Linked DNA regions of Mus musculus: region 1 is linked to region 2. Evidence: chromatin contacts called from public Micro-C data. All regions are on one chromosome and are shown on one strand. Each heading gives the region's core, a stretch centred on a gene start, on an enhancer-like site or on the middle of the called end of the contact. The rest is flanking DNA. Distances are from core to core; before and after follow the strand shown. Region 1 has its middle 7.4 kb from the start of Rsc1a1. Region 2 overlaps Fbxo42 (F-box protein 42).

Region 1 (5,451 bases), core at 2,369-4,868, 510 kb after region 2:
ACTATTTCCGGTGCACACTTCACTACCCCCAGCTTGCCTTACTTCTACTAAGGACAGGGCAACCGAAGAACCCCAGGTAAATGAACAGCAGCCCAGAGGAGCCCGCCCTCCCAGCCCCCACACGGACCCACACTGGACTGACATTGAAGAAGTGAGGTTTGAGTTCATTGCTCCAATTGGTTTATCACAGCAGTTAGTTAACCCCGGGCTAATGAACAGAATGTGTCACCAAGATAATCTAGTTTGGTGGTCCAGGAGGACCATATACTTAATCTAAAATTCAAAAAAATAAAAGAGTGCAAAACAAGGAAAACCTGTTCCCTGTGGCAAATCAGGTAGCCGGCACTTGCACCTCATGGCCTCAAGTTCAAGGCCAGAGGAAGAGCTGGGAAGTCATGTTGGTGTGTGACTTATTGGTCAGAAGCGTTTCTAGAAAGGCTCAGGGAAGAATGGGTGGGGTAGAAACAGGAAGGAACAGGAAAGAGCCAAGATCCACGTCTCCGTGAAGGGTCTAAAAAATCCTAATTTCCTGCTCAATGGCGGTGGCACACACGTCTTTAATCCCAGCACTTGGGAGGCAGAGGCAAATGCATCCCTTGATTTCCAGGCCAGCCTGGTCTACAGGGTAAGTTCCAGGCCAGCCAGGGCTTCACAGAGAAACCCTGCCAGTGTCTTAGCTAGCTTTGCTGGCACATGTTTGTAATCTCAGTGCTCAAGAGGCTGAGGCAGATCAGGTGTGAGGCCAGCTTGGGGTATATATGAGGTCCTCACTCAAAACCAAACAAGAGCCTGGAAGATGGCTCAGCAGGTGACCATACTGTCACGAAGCTCGACAAGTCTGTCCCAAGACTGACAGTGTGGAAAGAACAAGTTTCCCACAAGCTGTCCTTTGACCTCCACATGCAAATCCTGGAATGCCCAGCACACACACCATACAGAATAAATGTAATGAAAGAATTAAAGAGACCATACCCCATACACAAACCATGCAAACAAGTAGATTATACTTCATAGCCCCTCTCAGTCTTGTGTGGCCATGTGACCGTCCAGAAGCTTCTAAACACGTGACTTTAGCCTGACTTGAAGTGACTCTATCAGTCTGAAGGAAGTCACCAGCTTTTAGAAAAGCCACACACACTGACCCGAGAGTTGTCCTCACTGTGCCTCATTTCCTGTATGGTGTGTGTGCATATGAACATGTATGTGTTCCACACCTCTACCAATCATCTCCACCTTGTCTTTCACAATGAGAGACAGGGTCTCATCGAACACAGCACTCACCAACTGGTTAGTCTGGTAAGCCAGTGAGCTCTGGGAACTGGCCTGTCTCCATCCTGCTGAACGCCAGGACACCTGGCTTTTATCTCTATGGGTCCTGGGGATCTGTTCTGGTATAGCTGGACTATACCGAGCAGTCTGGCTCTAGAGCAGTGGTTCTCAACTCCCCTAATGCTGTGACCTTCTAATACAGTTCATGTTGTGGTGACCCCAACCATAGATTTATATTACACCATAACTTATTTTGCTACTGTCATGACTCAATGTAAGTACCTGTGTTTTCTGGTGATTTTAGGCACCCCCTGTGAAAGGGTTATTTGGCCCTAAAGGGGTTGAGACCCACAAGGCTGTCCTTGGTCAGAGATCTGCTTGGCTGTGGAGGCCAGCTTTAACCAAAGTACTCCACTGCTGGGGTTGCTCCTGTTAGTTTGAACAGTGCATACAAATGTTCCCCTTCCATCTGCAGGGAGATCTCTGGCAACCTGGAAGTCACATTTCATGGTTGTGCTCATCCCTTCCGGGTCCAGGTACAGAGACGATGCTGCCACAGTACGCGAGCACAAGTAATTTAAAGGGCCAGGGAGTCGGCAACAAGAACTGGGAGGAGTAATCATCTTAAGTTAGAAGAAGCAGATCAAACAAGTCTTATGATAAAAACTTTATTGTCTTAAATATCAAAGGTTTTACACATCACGTTTTCTTCAGAAAGTTCCTATTAAAGAAGAAAAATAAAATAAAAGTGTTTGGATCATCAGGGCTGACTTACATTTCAAAGTATGACAAAAACCAAACCAAAACAAACTCAAATGCAAAAAGGCATCTAGCGCGTTCGGCTGCAGACAGTTCTAACCAGCACAAACAGCAACTGACGTCGGGATTCCTGAGAGCATCTTCGCAGTTCTCAGTCTCCCAGACTCTCAAAGCATCTGACCGTGGCTGGGAGGGCCACTGGCAAGCAGGTTTTGCTAACCAGACCAGATCTCAAAAGATGAAGTAGTGTCCAAGCCAGAAAAACCTCATGACACTCAGGCAACTGCAAGAAGCCAAAGAGGCTCCCTAGTTTCAATCTGCCGCTGCGGTAGAGAGCCAGGGAGCCTTTACTGGGGGCTGAAGCTTTTGGGGGGGGGGGGCATTGAAGCCATCGGGCCCTGCTTGCCATGAAGAGATCTGGATACAAATGCACTATTGGTTTCCCATGCAAGGTGCATGTAAGGGAGAGTCACTCAACACAACAGATTCCCTCTAATGTCTCGCCAGAAGGAAGGGACGCCCAGGGGATGCAGGGAGGAGCACAGCCTCAGTCTTCCCGTGTTAAGAGTGTGAGGCCACATGTCTTCCAGGTTGTAAGGGCTGCTCAAGGAGCCTGTGAACACATATCTGGTTGGCTCCTGTAGGAACACAGGTCTATTCTGCAGGTCACAGACACACTCATTTTAGTTGGCAGGTTTGGGGCAACCAAACTCTTAAGTACAATCACTGCCCATCACCTGACAGGAAGGATGGAAGGGGAAGCACCCCTTTCCCAAGTTAGCCAATCAAAACCTTCTTTAGTTGCTTTCTCAGACAGAGCTATGTAAGATGCACTCATGTTCTATGCCTTATGATCTGGGGTTCAAACTTTGCAGGTAAACAAACTCCCATGTTGAGCCATTTTTTTCTTGGTAACCTAAAACTTAGCAGCCCTCCTCCCCCATTCCACAAGCCCCGGACCCCCGAGTCTAATTACTGATCAACTTTTAAGCATATTCCTAGTACAGCTCAGAAATCACTAAGACCCTACTTTCCTTCTATGCTTCAGGAATGCATATACCAGCTATCTTAAATGGAGGATTGAATAATGTCTTGTGGAGCTGGTAGACTTCTGTAAAGCAATCCTGTTTGCCCACCCCAACACCAATCACTTCTGCTCTGGATTCTCCTTCACACACTGCAGAGGCCTTGGCTGAGTTCTGCTCTGGAGGGTGGAGCAGTCACCTATCTTAGAGCTGCATGTTACCCTGCATCCTGAAGGGAATCAGTCACCCCCCCCCCCCCAACCTGGATGCTGTCTATATCCTGCCTGTCCCTATCCAGTCCACATAACTCCTCTGCATCTTTTCAGTCATTTCTATGAAATTTTTTTGTTTAAAATTCTTTTTTCTGTGCAGTGTTGGGGGTCAAGTCCAGGGCCCTGTACACGTCAGGCAAATGTTCAACCACTGAGCTACACAGGTATAATTCTTTTGGAGACAGGGTTTCATGTAACCCAAGCTGACCTGAAACTCACTATGTAGCCTAGAATGACCTTGAACTTCTGACCCCCCCTCCCCCCAGTGCTGGGAATACAAGCTCACCACACCTGGCTTCTGCAGTGCTGGGGGTTGGACTGAGGGCTTTCTGCAGCTAGGCAGGCATTCTGCCTGCCGCTGTGCTATTATTTCCCTACATCCTTAACTGATTTTATTTTTATTTACAGTTCCTCTCTGTAGTCCTGACTGGCCTTGCACTTATAGCTTAAAGCTGTGTGACACAACACCAGCCCCCAATTGTTTAAAACTAAACTAAACACTTTAAAGTGTAACTCTAGGCTTACAGTGTTGAATTCCATCATGGGCTTGATTTTTCCCCCTAGTCAGTTCTCAACTGCAACCAAATGATGTAAGTTTGAAAAAAAAAAAAAAAAGCATGCTACCTGGACATTATAGATTGTGCCTATAACTTCATAAACCCAGCTACTTTAGGATTGCTAGTTCAAGACCAGCTTGGGCTGTAAGAAATCTCCTCAAAAATAAAAGCATGCTGGGGTGGGGTGGAGTAGCATGCTAATAGGTATGAACAGACCTCAGTTAAAACTCACCCCACATCTCCCCTAGACTGGAGGCTTCTAAAGACCAGGCTCCTGTCGGGTTTAGCTGCTGCTGAACTTGTGGGCTTCAGGGATACTCCATGTTTGATGAATTAACCGATGAATTCTTGCTCATACTGCATAGCTTTGATGGGAAGAGCTAACTTCCTATTAAGAACATAAGATTTGATCTCTCCCTTATCACAGCACAAAACGTGCAACAGAAAACCTAAGAAACATCTAGAAACCATTTTTGGTATACAGGATGCAGAAACTCCTATCTGGGGAAACCTAATGTTTGAAGAAGGTAAGAGTGAATCAGAGTGGTGAGGAGCCAAGGACCACACCAGGCGGCAGTCCTCTCAGGAGGGCTGCCCTCTAACCTCCCCCTCCCGTACTCCCAAGATGTGATGCTTCCGCTGGTCAAAAAAAGTAAGGCACGAAAGAAAAGCAAGAACATCAAAGGCTCACCCCAAGTCCTGACTGCGGCTCAGTGCAAGCCCTGAGGGGATGCAGGAAACACCAAATGCTATTGTGTTAACTACCGAGAGGGAAATTACACAGTTCTGGTCAGCCACAGACTTTATTAAATCCCAAGACTGGCTTTTACTTTTCTTTTTCGGTGGTAAGGATCAAACTCGGGACCTCACACACTACACAGGAGTTCCACCAAACCATACCCCTCAGCCCTGTGGCACTGCTAGTGATACACCAGACAGTTCGGCCACAGGTAGCAACGGGAATGCGCTGGGTGAACTGGGCATAGTTGTGTGCACCTGTAATCCTAGTATTCTAAAGGCTGAGGCCCTCCTGGGCTATGGCGAGATCCTGTCTCAAAAAAAACCCACAAAACAAAATGAAACTTTGCCTTACACTCTTGTCCTGCTGTTTGCAAGGCAGTTTATTATATACATAGTAGGAAGAAAAGCCACCAGACGTGCGGTCTCTGTAGACAGAAAAGCTTTTCAACCTATGTAAAATAGTTATCAATAACCTTATATTTGAGATAGCTTAGTATTTATTTATAGACATGAGCTGAAAAGTTGAGACAAATTTTTATGGCTTTACCTAGAGATAGAAAGCTGTAGAGAGGGACAAACAGGCAGATGCTACACAAGCTAGTCATAAAATCCACGACACCAGGTCCCCTACACCATTCCTAGGCACCCTCTTGCCAAAGTACTGTTTTGGGCTGTCTCTCCCCTTTCCTGCCTCTGGAGATAATCAGAGGGAGCAGGCTTCGAGGCAGAAGGTCTCACACATTCCTGACCGTCTACTAAAGCTTCCTTCGCCAAGTTCCTACTCTCATCCCGACCCGTCGACATCTGAAGCTCAGCCCGCCAGATGCA
Region 2 (5,485 bases), core at 1,701-4,200:
AAATTCTGAAGAGCAAGCTAGCTAGATTCTGTTCTAAACCTTCGCCAGCATTTTATTTAAGTAAATCAACTGAATTGCAGTTGTTTCTGTCTGTTTGCTCTTTGTGCGTGTGTGGAGACAGGCGAGAAACTTGTGGGAACTGGCTTTTTCCTGCTACCATGTGGGTTCTGGGGACTGGACTGAGGTGGTCAGGTTTGGGGTCAAGTGTCTCCTGTCCGCTAATCCATTTCACCCTCCATTCAACTGCGGTTTTGAGAGTCTCTCACTGAAGCTGGAGCGCAGTGATGCAGCTGGTGTAGCCAGCCAGTGACCTGGCAAACAAAACCTTGGCATTCTCAAACAGACAAGCAAACACCCCACTCTTTCTGCTCCCCTCTTTAAAAACAAACAGACAGACAGACAGACAAACAAACAAACAGAAACCCAAAACCTTCAGAACTCAAAGAGACATAAAAGCTTTTAGTTTTGGCCAGCAGACTGCCGAGCACTCAGTGACGTTCCAGTGTATTTTGATCCAGTTGCTGCTATGAGGTGAGGCCAGCATGTAGATGCTCTGAGGACGTGTCTGACCTAGTGCTCATCAGGATGCCCCATAGAAAGCAAAGAGGCCCAGCAAAACAGCCTGTCTTCACATTCTGATTCTATTGATTTGACTTCCAATTGTGAATTTTCCCAAAAGACCCATCACTTTGGGGAATGAAGAGGTCTGACACGGGTGAGGATAAGAACTTGTCTTTCTAAACAGCTCATGAAAACCTCGTTTCTGGAGTTAATGTGGTTATGTGGGAAATGCTTTAAGCCAGCAGAAAACAAAATGAAAACAAACAAACAAACAAAAAAATTCCAAAACTTGAGAGCATCAAAATGTGTCCATGTCCTCGGGAGCTCTGAGCACCTGGTTGTGGAAGAGAGAAAGAAGCTATGTGAATTGGTGCGGCACATACAGTTGCCAAGGAAAGGACCTGCCACCCCTGTGTCCGGGGCTGAGTCAGCAAGTATGCCCTTGGAAGCATGGGACTCATGTTTCTGTGGACCACGAGACAGTGAAGCTCCTTAGAGCTTACTTACCTACGGCTGTGTGGGGACCACTGCTCAGACTTGCTGACTGTGCTGTCAGAAGGCCTTGAAGGGGGTAAATGGTTTATTGAACCAGATGATGTTCTCTGTGTGGGAAATAGTGATGAGAATGTCCTCCACAGCCCCCTCCAATTCAGTCATTCTGAAGCTACCTGGGCTCATTGGGCAGCACTGTGCTGCGGCTGGCCGACTGTGTTGGAATTAGATGCGAACAGTGGCCTACTCAACAGGTCCTTTTTTTTTTTTTTTTTTTTTTTGGTTTTTCGAGACAGGGTTTCTCTGTGTAGCCCTGGCTGTCCTGGACCTCACTTTGTAGACCAGGCTGGCCTCGAACTCAGAAATCCGCCTGCCACTGCCTCTCGAGTGCTGGGATTAAAGGCGTGCGCCACCACGCCCGGCTCAACAGGTCTTTTTCTTGGACTTTTTTCTTATGTGAGTTTGCAGAGTGAGGTTAATGTTAATCCAGGAAATGAGAGAAAGGAGTCAGTCTTATGTGTTTGCAGAAATGAAAACAGAAGTAAAACTGTAGGAGTGCAGGGGCCTGAGAGGAGGGGAGAGTGGGAGTAGTAGGGGAAGATGGGGGGATACTCAAAAGACATCAGATACCTGCAAAGCAGTATGCATCCAAGGCAGGGCTTACATCCACAGGGAGGAAGGAAAGCAAGCCAAGCCAGGCATGGTGGCTCATAATTTATAATCTTAACACTTGGATAGCTGAGGCAGGAGGATCAGTGTGAATTTAAAGACAGTCTGGGCTACAGGATATCAAAAAACCCAACCCAACCAATCAACCAGCTAACCAATAACGGCTAGAGAGGTGGCTCAGAGGTTTAGAATGAATAAATGCTACTGCTGCCAGCAGCAGGCAGAGATCTCTCTGAGTTCCAGGCCAGCCTGCTCTACAGAGTGAGCTCAGGACAGCCAGGACTATACAGAGAAACCCTATTTCAAAACAAAACAGCAAAAGCAAAGAAAAGTTAATTCAGTTCCTGCATTGGAGGCCTCATGGGATCCACCTGCTTCTGGTCTCCTGGGGACTTGCACTCACAAGCCCACACCTACACACAGAAATGCGTAGATCCCCTTTAATCCCAGCACTCGGGAGGCAGAGGCAGGCGGATTTCTGAGTTCCAGGCCAGCCTGGTCTACAAAGTGAGGTCCAGGACAGCCAAGGCTACACAGAGAAACCCTGTCTCGAAAAACAAAAAAACAAAAAAACAAAAAAAAAACAAAAAAAATGTAGATCCATAATTAAAATTAAATAATTGTGAAAACATAAAACTAACACCATGAGGCTGGTGAGTTGGCTTATGGTGGCTAAGAGCACTTGCTGCTCATGCAGAGGACTCAGGTTCGATTCCCAGCACCCACAGACAAGTCCCAGCTGTCTGTAACTACAGTCCCAGGGATCCAGTGCCTTTTTCTGACCTCTGTGGGCACCAGGCATGCAAGTGCTGCTTATAAATACCGCAGGCAAAACACACATAGACATTAAAAACCAACAACAAAATTACCTAATGTTTACACTTGTGTTTGAAGAACTTGAGTTGGGCATGGTGCCCTTGGGAGGCAGAGGCAGGTGGATCTCCGAGGCCAGCCTGGTCAACATCTACAGAATGAGTTTTGAGACAGTCAAGGCTGTTTCATAGAGAAATCCTATCTCAAAAAGCCAACCCCCCTAAAAAAGAAAGGCTATTAAAAAAAAAAAACCCACAAAGATCAAAGCTCCATTCCCTGTGAAGACTCCAGCTGAGTCGTTTGCCTCTTCAAAGTCTGCCAGAGCTTTGCAGCCAAGTCCTCTTGGAGTGGTCCCCAGCCGGCGGTTAGTAGTGACACAGGAGCTTCATCCTGTCCCTCCTTCCATCCTTCACCTGACCTTTCTAACCAGCTGTCTCAGAGAGCTCTGTGAGAGAGGCGTGGTCAGCGTGGCACCCTGGTCTTCTGTTCCCGACATCCCTCAGAGAATTCACTCCCCACTAAACCTTTAGTCCTAACTTGCGCAGCACCTCTCCTTTCAGACTCTAACTGGAACATAATTCTTCTTTTTGAGCAGTTTCAGTGAGTAGCCTGGCTGGCCTTGAATTCACTGTGTAGAGTAGGCTGGCCTTCAACTCACAGAGATCCTCCTGCCTCTTTACCTCTCAAATGTTTGGACTGAAGGTGTGCCTCACCGTACCTGTTCTTATGTAAATGGCAGTTCCTTAGTTTTACTGTTTTGACCTTAGGCTTTGCACATGCAAATGACTTATTTGCCTTTGTGTAGTTAGAATTTTCTTTCTAGAGATTTCTGGAACTAGAGTTCCCGCATAGAGGGAAATTTATGTAATCTATAATATCTCCATTAGAAATAACTATTGACAAGAACATACTCTGACCAACTCTTGCTCTCAGCCCATGGCTTTTCCACAGGCTGAGCTCTAGCTCCCAATTAGGGAACAGACTTTCCCAGCACTTTGGAACTTTGTATATTAATCACTGTCCTCACTTACGGTGGCATAAATTAGCTTTGCTCTGGCATAAATTGTCATGCAGAATGTACTCTGCCCTCTCTGCTGAGTATCTCTTCTGAGAGACTGGGGCCTGTGCCTGTCGTTCCTGACTTCATGGGTTTCCATCACGAATGACAGTTCTTATCATTGGTTTTGTTGTCAGGCACTTGGGTTTGTTTATTTGTTTTTATTGCCTAGGTGTATCATGTTTTCTGTTGTTCATATTGTTTTGTGGTTAACAGTTTAGCCAGCTAAGCCTGTTCTTAGAAAAGTTATTATTTTCTAATTGAATTGCCCTATATAAGGATAAGCACTCTACAGTTGAACCATACCCCCTCTCAAACTGATGTGTATAAATATATGTATTAGTATTATAGTCTGTAACCTCCAACTTTTCCTGCTTCAGCCTCCCAAGTGCTGGGCTCTCAGGCTGGCCCAAGAGAGCTATGCCTGTCTTAAAGCTTCTGCTTTTTTAACTCATATCTTCCTTCCAGCATTCTTCTATTCTTTTCTAGGACTCAGAGTTAGTTTTTCCTTGTCAGTGGGAGGTATCCCCTGCACCACATATTAGTCATATCTCTGAGGTAAGGAATTATGAAAGAACAGGTTTTCCAGGTTGTCTTTGCTTGCTTGAGATGGTTCCGCTGTGTGTAGTCTTGGTTGGCCTAGAACTCACTATGTAGACTCTAGGCTGGTCTAAAAGTCGCAGAGATCTACCTGCCTCTGCCTCCTTTGTGCTAGAATTAAAGAATTAGAGGTCTGTGTCCACTTGGTGGCATTTTTGTTTTTTATATTTAATGTGTTTTAGTGTTTACCTACTACACATGTGCAGTTCCCATAGAGGCCAGAAGATGGTGGTAGGTCCCCTGGAAATGGAGTTCAGGCTATTGTGAGCTACTGGTGCTGGGAACCAAGCCTGGGCTCTTTAGAAGAGCAGTGCTCTTAACTGCTGAGCCTTCTACCCACCCACCCCCCCCAAGTCTTCCTGTTCGAAGGTTATACTGGGACTTGTGTGCCATTCTAGGGGGAGGGAGGATGTGGCGGGCTTGGCATTGGCACTCTACCTATGAGATTAATATGGATCCGACTGGTTACGGGGAAGTGCTGGAGCAGCTTCATGCTGTGGGAAGGAAGGAGGCTGTGAGCAGCTCGGGTGCTCAGTGCTCCTGTGCTTCTGAGAGCTGTGCACTGATGTTTACTTCTTACACTAGAGCTTCGAGTGTGTCATGGCCAGCTCCTCGGACAGTGAAGATGACAGTGTCATGGCCGTGGACCAAGAAGAAACTGCACTGGAAGGGACAATGGAGCAAGATGAGGACCCCCACCCAGTGTTGGAGGTTGAGGAAACAAGACATAATAGGTCCATGTCTGAGCTGCCGGAAGAGGTTTTGGAGTATATTCTGTCCTTCCTTTCACCATACCAGGAACACAAGACTGCAGCTCTGGTCTGCAAACAGTGGTATCGACTTATCAAAGGTACACTTGTTTTAAAGAGGTGTGTGTGTGTGTGTGTGTCCATCCATCTGTCCATCTGTCCGTCTGTCTCCATGTATGTGTATGTTGCATGTATGCAGGTGCCTGTGGAGGCCAGGTGAAGGCGTCAGATTCACTGGGTCTTGAGTTACAGGGTCTGGGAGCCACCTGTGTGGGAGCTGGGCTTGAACTCAGTCTTCTGGAAGAACAGCAAGAGTACTTAGCCACAGAGACCTGGCTATGTCCATTGTGGTTTTGTGTGTGTGTGTGTGTTTTTTTTTTTTTAAGATTTATTTACTATTATATCTAAGTACACTGTAGCTATCTTCAGATGCACCAGAAGAGGGCGTCAGATCTCATTGCAGGTGGTTGTGAGCCACCATGTGGTTGCTGGGATTTGAACTCAGGACCTTCGGAAGAGTAGCCAGTGCTCTTACCCGCTGAGC

The links. A called contact is a pair of places that touch in the nucleus more often than the background predicts.
Region 1: a contact with region 2 is called in a Micro-C map of embryonic stem cells, with 2.7 times the contacts expected there. The contact joins two enhancer-like sites. A contact is called at or near these places in 1 of 484 Hi-C or Micro-C datasets (embryonic stem cells) and 1 of 9 other capture datasets (pancreatic islet).

The regions. Positions count from the first base shown.
Region 1 is chr4:141,675,628-141,681,078 of GRCm38.p6, forward strand. No RefSeq gene overlaps it. Among named protein-coding and RNA genes, the nearest start is that of Rsc1a1, 7.4 kb to the right of the region's middle. Within about 2 kb of position 3,619, at least 6 of the 459 cell types and tissues checked have an H3K27ac peak or open chromatin away from gene starts, as enhancers often do. A contact at or near this core is called in embryonic stem cells, where this site is marked.
Region 2 is chr4:141,162,936-141,168,420 of GRCm38.p6, forward strand. Fbxo42 (F-box protein 42) reads left to right here. Exons shown (of 10, transcript NM_172518.3): 2 at 4,778-5,042. The coding sequence starts at 4,793. Among named protein-coding and RNA genes, the nearest start is that of Fbxo42, 18 kb to the left of the region's middle. Within about 2 kb of position 2,951, at least 20 of the 459 cell types and tissues checked have an H3K27ac peak or open chromatin away from gene starts, as enhancers often do. A contact at or near this core is called in embryonic stem cells, where this site is marked.